Regions from separate parts of the Mus musculus genome. Here region 1 is linked to region 2. The links are chromatin contacts, called in public HiChIP or PLAC-seq maps. All regions are on one chromosome and are shown on one strand. Each heading gives the region's core, a stretch centred on a gene start, on an enhancer-like site or on the middle of the called end of the contact. The rest is flanking DNA. Distances are from core to core; before and after follow the strand shown. Region 1 has its middle 91 kb from the start of Dtwd1. Region 2 holds the start of Fgf7 (fibroblast growth factor 7).

Region 1 (7,283 bases), core at 104-2,603, 210 kb before region 2:
TGCTGCCTAAAGTGGGATGGGCCTTGATTCATCAGCTAATAATCAAAACAGTTCATCACAAGCCTAAATTTGATCTTAGTTGAGGCTTTACTCTCAAATGACACTAAGCTGTGTCAAGTTGAAAGCTAACTAGGACAATTGGTAAGGTGTCTACGACTGGAAAACAAGACAATTCATTACTAGAAGAGGCATGAAAGCTTATGAAATAGGACTATTGAAAGAATCCTGAGCTGACTGTGAAAGTACCAGCAATTCTTCCTCATGGCCACACTTATGTCCAACATTTAGTCTGTGAACACACTGAGAGAGATCAAATGTTTCTGGGCTGTAAGCCACAATCCCACTTTATTTGTCAGGACACATGCCATCAAGATGAACATGTGCCATCAGGATGGACAAGGATGCTGACTTTCCGTAGCAGTCCGAGGCTGGATCCTCCCTGAGGTTTTTGTTTTGTTGGTTTTTGTTTGTTTGTTTGTTGGTTGGTTGGTAAGCTGTAGACTTCCCATTCATTGCCTACTGTTCAGTGTTGAAGTTTGGTGGCTATTTCTTCTGCCTTTGCCCCTCTTCTTGAACATGTCTAGAAACAAGAACTTATGGGTTCCAACAATCTGTTTCTTTCATGTTCATTAGTAGGATACCTACTTGGAGTTTGGAGTCTTTAGGCATTCAAATATTGGCTTGATGTGTGTGTGTGTGTGTGTGTGTGTGTGTGTGTGTGTGATGTCAGTAAGATGACAGACTTGTAATGGTTAGTTACTTCTTGGTCTCCTTGGAATGCTGACTTAATGATACATGAGTGAAGGTGCTTTTATGGGAATTCTAGAATCCGAAGATTTGTAGTACCCCGAGCAAACATGGGTATGAGAACAGCTACACTGAAATGGTTTAAGTGGTTTATGCACCACCTAAACCAGCACAGATCAGCATTGGAAAGCAATGTCTTAGCAAAATCAGGTCAACGTTTTGACTTTCTCAGAGGACTTCTGGGAGACTGATTTAGTTGTGCATCACTCAAGTGCTGAAGAACAGACACATGTATGTACGGGGGTTCATAGAATAAAAACATAGTAGGGGTGATACATGGTTCAGCATGGTGGTGACATGTATAACCCAACGCTTCTCCATCAGGAGGGAGGGAAAGGGTCAGAGTGTAGGCCTGTCATTCCGACTTTTTGGAGGCTCACACAAAGGGCTTGTATCTCTCTCACCTGACATTAGGCAGTGATAGTAAACTGACTTAAATCAGAAGCATGGTTATCACTGAGAACAAGGGAGAGCAAGACAGTTTGTTAATCCATGATGAAAATCCTTGCAAAACCTCGGGAGACACAAGGGGGAGCAAGAGATTGTGAATTCCTGAAAAAGAAACTGATCAACTTGAAAAATCAGCTTGACAACTGAGACTTTTGCATGCTCCTAAATACAAGCTTTGGGAAAATAACCTCTTAGCCAGTCTCATGGATAAGAGTCATATCCTGCAGGAAACCAGTAGGCAAAGTCTTGAGTAACTATTTTATCAGATATACAGAATCTAAGAAAAGATAGTTTTTACAAACAGAAACAGACATGGTAACTTGGCCCAAAGAGAAACACATTAAATTCCCAGAAGCCAACCCCAAAGAAACAGATGTATATAATTATTTGACAAAGGGTTCACAAGGAATACATATATATATATATATATACATTCTTTTTTTTTTTTTTTTGATGGCTTGGAATTTTATTTTATTTTATTTTTTCACCGCAACACCCCAGGACTTTATTTTATTATTTTTTTCTTTCCATTTTTTATTAGGGATTTAGCTCATTTACATTTCCAATGCTATACCAAAAGTCCCCCATACCCACCCACCCCCACTCCCCTACCCGCCCACTCCCCCTTTTTGGCCCTGGCGTTCCCCTGTTCTGGGGCATATAAAGTTTGTGTGTCCAATGGGCCTCTCTTTCCAGTGATGGCCGACTAGGCCATCTTTTGATACATATGCAGCTAGAGTCAAGAGCTCTGGGGTACTGGTTAGTTCATAATGTTGATCCACCTATAGGGTTGCAGATCCCTTTAGCTCCTTGGGTACTTTCTCTAGCTCCTCCATTGGGAGACCTGTAATCCATCCATTAGCTGACTGTGGGCATCCACTTCTGTGTTTGCTAGGCCCCGGCATAGTCTCACAAGAGACAGCTACATCTGGGTCCTTTCGATAAAATCTTGCTAGTGTATGCAATGGTGTCAGCGTTTGGATGCTGATTATGGGGTGGATCCCTGGATAAGGCAGTCTCTACATGGTCCATCCTTTCATCTTAGCTCCAAACTTTGTCTCTGTAACTCCTTCCAAGGGTGTTTTGTTCCCACTTCTAAGGAGGGGCATAGTGTCCACACTTCAGTCTTCATTTTTCTTCAGTTTCATGTGTTTAGGAAATTGTATCTTATATCTTGGGTATCCTAGGTTTTGGGCTAATATCCACTTATCAGTGAGTACATATTGTGTGAGTTCCTTTGTGAATGTGTTACCTCACTCAGGATGATGCCCTCCAGGTCCATCCATTTGGCTAGGAATTTCATAAATTCGTTCTTTTTAATAGCTGAGTAGTACTCCATTGTGTAGATGTACCACATTTTCTGTATCCATTCCTCTGTTGAGGGGCATCTGGGTTCTTTCCAGCTTCTGGCTATTATAAATAAGGCTGCTATGAACATAGTGGAGCATGTGTCCTTCTTACCAGTTGGGGCATCTTCTGGATATATGCCCAGGAGAGGTATTGCTGGATCCTCCGGTAGTACTATGTCCAATTTTCTGAGGAACCGCCAGACGGATTTCCAGAGTGGTTGTACAAGCCTGCAATCCCACCAACAATGGAGGAGTGTTCCTCTTTCTCCACATCCTCGCCAGCATCTGCTGTCACCTGAATTTTTGATCTTAGACATTCTCACTGGTGTGAGGTGGAATCTCAGGGTTGTTTTGATTTGCATTTCCCTGATGATTAAGGATGTTGAACATTTTTTCAGGTGCTTCTCTGCCATTCGGTATTCCTCAGGTGAGAATTCTTTGTTCAGTTCTGAGCCCCATTTTTTAATGGGGTTGTTTGATTTTCTGAAGTCCACCTTCTTGAGTTCTTTATATATGTTGGATATTAGTCCCCTATCTGATTTAGGATAGGTAAAGATCCTTTCCCAATCTGTTGGTGGTCTCTTTGTCTTATTGACGGTGTCTTTTGCCTTGCAGAAACTTTGGAGTTTCATTAGGTCCCATTTGTCAATTCTCGATCTTACAGCACAAGCCATTGCTGTTCTGTTCAGGAATTTTTTCCCTGTGCCCATATCTTCAAGGCTTTTCCCCACTTTCTCCTCTATAAGTTTCAGTGTCTCTGGTTTTATGTGAAGTTCTTTGATCCATTTAGATTTGACCTTAGTACAAGGAGATAAGTATGGATCGATTCCCATTCTTCTACATGATAACAACCAGTTGTGCCAGCACCATTTGTTGAAAATGCTGTCTTTCTTCCACTGGATGGTTTTAGCTCCCTTGTCGAAGATCAAGTGCCCATAGGTGTGTGGGTTCATTTCTGGGTCTTCAATTCTATTCCATTGGTCTACTTGTCTGTCTCTATACCAGTACCATGCAGTTTTTACCACAATTGCTCTGTAGTAAAGCTTTAGGTCAGGCATGGTGATTCCACCAGAGGTTCTTTTATCCTTGAGAAGAGTTTTTGCTATCCTAGGTTTTTTGTTATTCCAGATGAATTTGCAAATTGCTCCTTTTAATTCGTTGAAGAATTGAGTTGGAATTTTGATGGGGATTGCATTGAATCTGTAGATTGCTTTTGGCAAGATAGCCATTTTTACAATGTTGATTCTGCCAATCCATGAGCATGGGAGATCTTTCCATCTTCTGAGATCTTCTTTAATTTCTTTCTTCAGAGACTTGAAGTTTTTATCATACATATCTTTCACTTTCTTAGTTAGAGTCACGCCGAGATATTTTATATTATTTGTGACTATTGAGAAGGGTGTTGTTTCCCTAATTTCTTTCTCAGCCTGTTTATTCTTTGTGTAGAGAAAGGCCATTGACTTGTTTGAGTTAATTTTATATCCAGCTACTTCACCGAAGCTGTTTATCAGGTTTAGGAGTTCTCTGGTGGAATTTTTAGGGTCACTTATATATACTATCATATCATCTGCAAAAAGTGATATTTTGACTTCCTCCTTTCCAATTTGTATCTCCTTGATCTCCTTTTGTTGTCGAATTGCTCTGGCTAATACTTCAAGTACTATGTTGAAAAGGTAGGGAGAAAGTGGGCAGCCTTGTCTAGTCCCTGATTTTAGTGGGATTGCTTCCAGCTTCTCTCCATTTACTTTGATGTTGGCTACTGGTTTGCTGTAGACTGCTTTTATCATGTTTAGGTATGGGCCTTGAATTCCTGATCTTTCCAGAACTTTTATCATGAATGGGTGTTGGATCTTGTCAAATGCTTTTTCTGCATCCAACGAGATGATCATGTGGTTTTTGTCTTTGAGTTTGTTTATATAGTGGATTACATTGATGGATTTTCGTATATTAAACCATCCCTGCATTCCTGGAATAAAACCTACTTGGTCAGGATGGATGATTGCTTTAATGTGTTCTTGGATTCGGTTAGCGAGAATTTTATTGAGGATTTTTGCATCGATATTCATAAGAGAAATTGGTCTGAATTCTCTATCTTTGTTGGATCTTTCTGTGGTTTAGGTATCAGAGTAATAGTGGCTTCATAAAATGAGTTGGGTAGAGTACTTTCTACTTCTATCTTGTGAAAAAGTTTGTGCAGAACTGGAATTAGATCTTCTTTGAAGGTCTGATAGAACTCTGCACTAAACCCGTCTGGTCCTGGGCTTTTTTTGGCTGGGAGACTATTTATAACTGCTTCTATTTCTTTAGGGGATATGGGACTGTTTAGAAGGTCAACTTGATCCTGATTCAACTTTGGTACCTGGTATCTGTCCAGAAATTTGTCCATTTTGTCCAGGTTTTCCAGTTTTGTTGAGTATAGCCTTTTGTAGAAGGATCTGATGGTGTTTTGGATTTCTTCAGGATCTGTTGTTATGTCTCCCTTTCAGTTCTGATTTTGTTAATTAGGATTTTGTCCCTGTGCCCTCTAGTGAGTCTAGCTAAGGGTTTATCTATCTTGTTGATTTTCTCAAAGAACCAACTCCTCGTTTGGTTAATTCTTTGAATAGTTCTTCTTGTTTCCACTTGGTTGATTTCACCCCTGAGTTTGATTATTTCCTGCCGTCTACTCCTCTTGGGTGAATTTGCTTCCTTTTTTTCTAGAGCTTTTAGATGTGTTGTCAAGCTGCTAGTATGTGCTCTCTCCCGTTTCCTTCATGGAGGCACTCAGAGCTATGAGTTTCCCTCTTAGAAATGCTTTCATTGTGTCCCAAAGGTTTGGGTACGTTGTGGCTTCATTTTCATTAAACTCTAAAAAGTCTTTAATTTCTTTCTTTATTCCTTCCTTGACCAAGGTATCATTGAGAAGAGTGTTGTTCAGTTTCCACGTGAGTGTTGGCTTTCTGTTATTTTTTTTGTTATTGAAGATCAGCCTTAGTGCATGGTGATCTGATAGGATACATGGGACAATTTCAATATTTTTGAATCTGTTGAGGCCTGTTTTGTGACCTATTACGTGGTCAATTTTGGAGAAGGTACCATGAGTTGCTGAGAAGAAGGTATATCCTTTTGTTTTAGGATAAAATGTTCTGTAGATATCTGTCAGATCCATTTGTTTCATCACTTCTGTTAGTTTCACTGTGTCCCTGTTTAGTTTCTGTTTCCATGATCTGTCCATTGGTGAAAGTGGTGTGTTGAAGTCTCCCACTATTATTGTGTGAGGTGCAATGTGTGCTTTGAGCTTTACTAAAGTTTCTTTAATGAATGTGGCTGCCCTTGTATTTGGCGCATAGATATTCAGAATTGAGAGTTCCTCTTGGAGGATTTTACCTTTGATGAGAACAAAGTGCCCCTCCTTGTCTTTTTTGATGACTTTGGGTTGGAAGTCAATCTTATCAGATATTAGGATGGCTACTCCAGCTTGTTTCTTCATACCATTTGCTTGGAAAATTGTTTTCCATCCTTTTATTCTGAGGTAGTGTCTATCTTTTTCTCTGAGATGTGTCTCCTGTAAACAGCAAAATGTTGGGTCTTGTTTGTGTAGCCAGTTTGTTAGTCTATGTCTTTTTATTGGGGAGTTGAGACCATTGATGTTAAGAGATATTAAGGAAAAGTAATTGTTGCTTCCTGTTATTTTTGTTGTTAAAGTTGGCATTCTGTTCTTGTGGCTGTCTTCTTTTAGGTTTGTTGAGGGATTACCTTCTTGTTTTTTCTAGGGCATTGTTCCCGTTCTTGTATTGGTTTTTTTCTGTTATTAACCTTTGAAGGGCTGGATTTGTGGAGAGATAATGTGAGAATTTGGTTTTGTCGTGGAATACTTTGGTTTCTCCATCTATGGTAATTGAGAGTTTGGCTGGGTATAGTAGCCTGGGCTGGAATTTGTGTTCTCTTAGTGTCTGTATAACCTCTGTCCAGGCTCTTCTGGCTTTCATAGTCTCTGGTGAAAAATCTGGTGTAATTCTGATAGGCTTGCCTTTGTATGTTACTTGACCTTTTTCCCTTACCGCTTTTAGTATTCTATCTTTATTTAGTGCATTTGTTGTTCTGATTATTATGTGTCGGGAGGAATTTCTTTTCTGGTCCAGTCTATTTGGAGTTCTGTAGGCTTCTTGTATGTTCATAGGTATCTCTTTCTTTATATTTGGGAAGTTTTCTTCAATAATTTTGTTGAAGATGTTTGCTGGTCCTTTGAGTTGAAAATCTTCATTCTCATCCACTCCTATTATCCGTAGGTTTGGTCTTCTCATTGTGTCCTGGATTTCCTGGATATTTTGAGTTAGGATCTTTTTGCATTTTCCATTTTCTTTGATTGTTGTGCCGATGTTCTCTATGGAATCTTCTGCACCTGAGATGCTCTCTTCCATCTCTTGTATTCTGTTGCTGATGCTCAAATCTATGGTTCCAGATTTCTTTCCTAGGGTTTCTATCTCCAGTGTTGCCTCACTTTGAGTTTTCTTTATTGTTTCTACTTCCCTTTTTAGGTCTAGTATGGTTTTGTTCATTTCCATCACCTGTTTGTATGTTTTTTCCTCTTTTTCTGTAAGGACTTCTACCTGTTTGATTGTGTTTTCCTGTTTTTCTTTAAGGACTTGTAACTTCAGTGTTCTCCTGTATTTCTTTAAGTGATTTATTAAAGTCCTT
Region 2 (6,723 bases), core at 3,733-6,232:
TACAAACAAAGCAGGAGAGTGATCCTAAGGCACTGGGCCTTCCATCCCACATCTGTCTCTTACTGCTGCCATCTCTCACTCGGCACCTCAGCTCCCAGCTAAACAGCAGCGCTATTCTTGTCAGGTGTGGACTGATTGCCTCGGTCTGCTGATGAGCTGGCTGCTCCAATAATTATCTAAATCCAGCCTCTAGCTCTAGCCTTGTCTCCAAGGGACAGTCCTTACAACAGAAGTGCTTGAAGCATTGACCATTCATTCCCTGGCCTCCACGATGCAGCCTACCAATGCTCTCTTTGTATATGAACTTCTCCTGCTTCTCTTCTTGTTGTTACAGTCCAGTTTCATCTGTAGAGCTGAATGAAAATGAAGGGCACCAGAGAGGGGAGAGAGGAGAATGGTTCCCCTCTGACTGTCCTAAAGAGTGGAAACTGTGGTCTACTTTTGGCTCCTGAATTTCCAAATCCTTGGTGAACTGTTTGGAGGACTTGGTTTGTTTGCTTTCTTTTTGCTATACAATTTACTTATTCTGATCTAAACTTGATGGAGGAGACTAAAGCGAGGGCTCCAAACACCACGGTACCTGAAGTGAAATTTCAATTCCCCTGAAGATTTGAGGCACTAACGCTAACACCAGCCCACCACTCCCCTCTCTTCCTCTCTGCTCTAAATCCACCCAGCCCAGCCCAATACCTCGGGAGCACATTACACACCCAAATCTTTCACCTGTTTCTACAAGGCTTCCCATATCTACCAGTGTTTTATAAAGCATATTCCCAGGAGGTCCGTATGTGCTTCGGTGGGTAGCAGGCGTGCCTAGCATGTGTATGACCCCAGGGTTCCATGCTTCCCTAGGGAAGCAAGCAGCCTGCCAAGACTCATCCATACCTTCAGGTCAAATTGCCTTTCACTCAAACAAAAGCCATGGGAGTGGCTAACGAGAAGAAAATGAAAACCAATGCTTCCAAAAGGAAAGTTTAAGGACTTCCAAAGTTAAAGTTAAAGGGCTTCCAAAGAAGTTTAAGGACCTGCTTAAAAGTGGAAGGCATCAGAGCCATGAGAAGGAAGTCTGGGGGTTGATGTTGAGTTTTATTTCTTTCTGAATGATTTCTATTCATTTGAGTCCAGTCACTATTAGCTGTCATTCTAGTGACAGCAAGAGGGGGACCTCCTCCTTCGGATCACTGAGCTAACTCTGAAGACTCTGAAAGCTCAGGAAACCACCCTGAGCTTTTGTGATTGCATTTCTCATGCTGCTTGGTTACAGTGAACAAGTTCTTCTGAGCACACTATTTGGACCTGGATTCCCTGACTCAGTAGCTCCAGCCTCACATACGTCTATCTGCTTATGTTCATTCTTAAACTGAGCAAGTCTGTCTCAACTAACAGGCAACAATTATCAGATTTTTCTCCTAATACATTATTCTCCTTTATTCTTCTGACTCTTGGATTTTCTACACACAAAAGTCCCATCACATCTGTCTAACTTGGGAGAAACCTTATCTTGTCTTTTCAGTAGGATGGCAGGACAATGGTAACTATTTTATAGTTTATCTGAGAGATTCTCATGAGGTCTTACTCTCTCCTCGAGATTGAATTATGCCAAGAAAGTATATAAATTTAGACTATTAAAAGACTTGTAAGAAACATATTTGGTATTTGCATAAACAATGTCAAGTCTTTCTAAGTACAAGGCACTCTGATAGTTCAACACCATGATTTTGGGAAAGACTTTTGTCTTTCTTATTACTATAGAGTTTGCTTCATGAAAAAGGGGGTTTGCTAAACAGGCTTTAAGACTTCTCAGGTTTAGCACTATACCATGTTTCAAATTGTAAAGTGATTTTACCAGTTTGTAAATGTGTACAAATACCTGAAATTCATGAGCTCCAGGAATTTAACACAAAATAAAATTCACATATATTTACATGTTCCAATTGTAACTACTTTAATCTCAAATAATCATAGTACTCATTTTCACTGACTGTTCCCACCCATTTTTTTTTTACCTTTTTTTATGAGTTAGTGGAAAGCATCCAAAGGGATTAGTCATTAAATAAAAAGAAGTCTGCAATTGAGCTATGATAATAACCTTGTTATAAAATTTGCAACTAGCCCTGACTGCATGGTTAGTCTGGAGAGAGAGCAGGCACTTTTGCCTCACTGTTGGGGTGACAACTAGGTAATGAGTATTGAGGCTTTACATTGTGTGGTACGTTCCCTGCCTCAGAACCAATTAGACTGTGAGAAGGAGAAAGATTTTGAAAAATGCATCCATGTTTACCAGTTGAAGATTGGGAACACTAAAGTGCCCCAAAGTCATTAACAGACAGGGACGGGACACATGCTGTCACTGCCCCCATGATTCTGTTATCTACAATAAGGCTCGATGATTTTCAAATCAAATGAAAAGGCCACATAGAAGGGACGGTCAGCAAATCCTCCTCCAGTGGCCACTGCTGAGCTGGGTCCCATGGAATCAGTCCTCCAGAAGGCATGTTTCCTTGCTCAGTTTGTATGAGTTATGGCTGAAATGAAGGTCCCTCATTTTCATTTTGGAAAGAGTCACCAAACTCTTATTTTTTGGTCAGTGAGTTTAGAGCCAAAAAGATATTTCAGGAATAGATAGGAACTACTTGGGGTGGCCCTGTCACAGACACCCAGCTACACTATTGTCTCCATGTATCCTTCTCAAACTATACTGCCACACGTACTATCAAACATACAGTGTCAACGCCACCCATGTGTTATTAGTGCTAAGAAATCTATTTCCACGTGTGGGTTTTAAATACCTAAGGTAAATGTTGAGTGTGTGTTTTATGCCATTGCATTTAATACTACTGAGATTAGTTACTAACTGTAACCATCAAATGAAAACCCAAGCCCTGGCATTTTAAGGTAAAAAAACAACTGGGTCTAAGGAAAGTGGGGTGCTCCAGGTGAAGGTCCCCGACCCAACCTGCCTTCCAACTCAGCTCTGCTTCCTCAAGGTTATGTTCCTCTTAAATTAGCAAGAGACTTAACATGACAGACTCTTGATAAAGAAACTGCTAAAAAAGGTCTGTTACCTGTGGGTGGGGAGTTAAGGAATCTAAAACAAACTCATTAGACTTTTAAAGATGTTCCAGGGCATCACCGACTCCCTTCTGTTTTAGAAGCACACAGTTTTTGGTGCTCAGGAAGTAGATTCTTAACCGGTTAGTACCATGGCAGAGTCCTTTCAAAAGCAACACCACTAATAAAGACAGATACATCCTCTGCTCCTTAAACTCCTGGCTGGTAGTTTGGTGAACACCTACTGAGAGCTCTATGCACACCGCTGCTGAGCTTTGCTAGGGAAACAATCACACATGAGCATGCGTGCTCACTGACATGGTTTCTTACTAACCAGTAGTTTGGATTTAAGCCACAGAGTATTTTCCAACTATATCAGTTCCAACCATAAGGTGAGGACACTTGCCCTATTACCAGAGATATTTTAGGGAGTTAGTGCAGAAATCCCAAGGTAGAAAAATTAGGACTTGATATATGACACTGATTTTTTTTTTTTGCCCCCATAGGAAAGGAGAACACAGCACTGGAAAGTGAACCTTAGACAAACCTTAAAGAGCTAAGCAGGGCTGTGATAAAGGCATCACTTACTGTAGCTGTTCTTCATCTCCTGGGTCCCTTTCACTTTGCCTCGTTTGTCAATCCTCAGGTACCACTGGGTGCGACAGAACAGTCTTCTCACCCTTATATCCCCTCCTTCCATGTAGTCATAACTTCTGGTGTGTCGCTCGGGGCTGGAACAGTTCACACTCGTAGCCGTTTGCTCCGGACTCATGTCATTGCAAGCTAGAGATATAGTGCCCACTAGACAGACGAGGTGGAAGCATGATCTGTAGAGCAGAGTTGGCAGGATCCGTGTCAGTATCCATTTGCGCATTATAGTGTAGTGCCCCGGGTGTTCATGAATAACATAATGAGAATTGAATCTTGCGTTGATTGCTACTCCTAGGTCATGGGCCTCCTCCTATTTGTGAACTGGAGATTGATGAGAGAAAAAGTCGTCGCTCTTTCCAAACTGTTAACCTTATCTTTTAGCTTCTGATACCAATAACACGATTCCTCCTTCAGGAACACAGCTGATAGGTATATCCTTATAGAAACAGGTCGTGACAAGGCCAGTTGCTGCAGTGCGGTTGCTCCTTGACTTCTGCTCGAAGAGAGAGATTAGGAATGGGGAGGGGGAGAGGAGAGGGAGATAAAAAAAATTGTATGTATAAATTTCAGTAGTTAGATAGTCTAACATGTCAGTGTAGTTAAATGTTGAAAGCACGTTTAAAACAGCTCCCACAGAGGACGTGAGCATCTCTGCCACTCTGCACATAGATTCAGAAGCGCTATGCGTTAGTGAGGAGACACCACAAGAAAACCACACCATTCATTCCAGTTGCTATCTTGTCAGGAAACACTGTGTACTCACAGCTATTGAGTTAAATCAAGTTTTACAGCCTCTATCGACAAAGTTGAAGTTGAATTCCCTGGAATTCATTAGTCTATGCTTTTACATTTGTGCTTTATAATTATTTTCCCTTAAACTACCCAGATTTTTCAAGTTAAGTGTCAGGATTGCCCTGGAGAACCTCAAGAGTCTCCTTCCATCCGTCCGTACTACAGCACAATTTCTGTAGATATTTTCACAGCTCAAAAGTCTTTCCCCCCTGACCCCACCCCAGGACAATAACCACAGAAAGAGAAAATCTTTCAGAAAAGAGCATTGTTTTAAAGACAAATAACAGTAACTTACTTGTTCTGTTTGGAACAGCTGGGTACACAAGAGTTCCGTGTCTGCTGTCTGCCTCGTGCAACTTGAGCCTCTCTACTGTAGCTACAAACTATTTCTCAGCTGAGAAATCCCCCAGCAGAATCATAATTGTTTCCATAAATCAACAGGCAAAAGGATTTTCTCCGTGTGTGAGCGCGTGCGCTTGTGTGAGTGCGTGGAGCCTTTTATTCAGAGATTTTCAATAAATACCTTTGCTGACCTCATTGGAAGCAATTAAAACTTAACCAGTGAGCTGTTCGTTGTCTAAAACAGCAGAATTAGGAGGCTTGTACACTGTTGAGTGGTCGTAAGGGGGAGCTGTGGACACGGCTTCGGCTTAAATCCACAAGTGGGCATTCACGCTGTGGAAACAGACCTCTGATTCCCAAGCCGTTACAAAGAGAAAGGAAAATGTTAGACCTTTTAAACACAGAAGCTGTACAGTCTGTGAAAAACATATGTCCCTACAACATATATAAGGGCTTCTTAAATGTTAGATGATCTTTACAATACATTGGCACGGAGGAGGTTGGTAAGTGAGGGTATGTTTTTAGTCCTTCAAATTCAGAGCACTAGAGCAACCCAAGGCTCAGGGCCTGAAAGCAGGTATCCCTAGGCAAGGACACATCTTTTCACAGATCTTGCACAATTGGGTGTGAGTCTTTAGGCTGAGAAGACCTAGTTTCTTACCGGACTGGGATTCTAACAAACAGTGTGGCCTTGGCTCCATCCCTTACTTCCCCATGGCTCAGCTGCTGCTTCAGGTATCAAATCAATGGCCACGTCTAATCAGGCTAGGGTGTGCTGCCGTTTTAACATCCTGTCTTGTGATTTATTTCAAAGGATGACACACAGAAGCAAAGGACACATAATTTGCAAAACTATCATTCTTTTAGAAAAATGGTTTCACCTTAGTATTTGACTTGTGCCTTCCTGAGAGCAATAGCATAAAAAATAACTGATAATTCCAGGAATAATAAGGCCAATAGCTAATGGATACAAGAGAGTCCTTTTGCTTTCCAGCCTGAGCTTGTGCCTATCCTGTACTGAGCAAGACTGTGACTGTCTGTATCTTACACTTAGTATGGAGCCATCGTATCACCACCCTAAATGAATATTTAAGAATACATACATTAAAATTCTCTTTTCCTTGTACCTGCAAAACACACACACACACACAGAGAGAGAGAGAGAGAGACACACACACAACTTCGCACTTAACATACACTACCACCAGGTGGTGCAGGTAGACCAAATAGAGACAGAGACCCAAAATTGAATCATTTGGATGTGATTGTTCTTCCCTTTCCCATTGTGCTTACAGAGGGCAGAGTCAACAGCACCCCATATTTCAAACATACACAGTTGTCTTCGATTCATGAAATATTAAAGCACTAGGCTTTCAAAGCAGAGGAGGGTGTGCTGTTCTATAACTGTATCTATTTAAAGCCAGAGAGTTCAGAACATCCCATGATTTTTCTCCCAGGGAGGAATAGGAAAGGACAGAAGGTATGATGATGTTCTTAGTGATATCCCACCATCCGGGGGCGGGGACATTAGTAATGAGCAGATTCAGAATTCTTACGAGTTGACGTTCCATAGAGAAATGGAGGTTATGCAGTCAGTTCTCAGTGCACACTACAGAATGCCCAGTCTCTTTACAATGTGCAGGGGAGGGAGTGTTCGCAATGTTGGAGCCAAGGTATAAAATGACTCTCTGAGGAATGTCACTGAGCAGGTTACAGTCAGGCAGGAAATTGTATCAGTTTAAATTCCTTTCGAAGTTATTGATTACTTTCCAGTGATGGGACCAAGACGGGGTGGGGAATTTCATTCCTGTCCTTGAGACCCTTACTTGTTAGCAATGGTTCTCATTAGGCTAGCGGTTCAGCTATCTGTAGGACAGCTGCTCTCTT

The links. HiChIP or PLAC-seq counts read pairs in DNA pulled down with a chosen protein or histone mark.
Region 1: an H3K27ac HiChIP or PLAC-seq map of the NIH/3T3 cell line shows a contact between it and region 2, with 4 times the contacts expected there. The contact joins the enhancer-like site here to the promoter of Fgf7 in region 2. A contact is called at or near these places in 16 of 39 promoter capture datasets (the 3T3-L1 cell line, 3T3-L1-derived adipocytes, the C10 cell line and 12 more), 10 of 484 Hi-C or Micro-C datasets (the 3T3-L1 cell line, 3T3-L1-derived adipocytes, the C2C12 cell line and 5 more), 3 of 115 datasets of contacts at active chromatin or transcription factors (the NIH/3T3 cell line, embryonic fibroblasts and heart atrium) and 1 of 9 other capture datasets (adipose tissue).

Annotation. Positions count from the first base shown.
Region 1 is chr2:126,239,706-126,246,988 of GRCm38.p6, reverse strand. No RefSeq gene overlaps it. Among named protein-coding and RNA genes, the nearest start is that of Dtwd1, 91 kb to the right of the region's middle. Within about 2 kb of position 1,353, at least 6 of the 459 cell types and tissues checked have an H3K27ac peak or open chromatin away from gene starts, as enhancers often do. A contact at or near this core is called in the NIH/3T3 cell line and cancer-associated fibroblasts, where this site is marked.
Region 2 is chr2:126,032,917-126,039,639 of GRCm38.p6, reverse strand. It overlaps Fgf7 (fibroblast growth factor 7), which reads right to left and starts at 4,982. Exons shown (of 4, transcript NM_008008.4): 1 at 4,790-4,982; 2 at 3,640-4,195. The coding sequence starts at 3,925. All of the region lies in intron 11 of Fam227b (family with sequence similarity 227, member B), which reads left to right.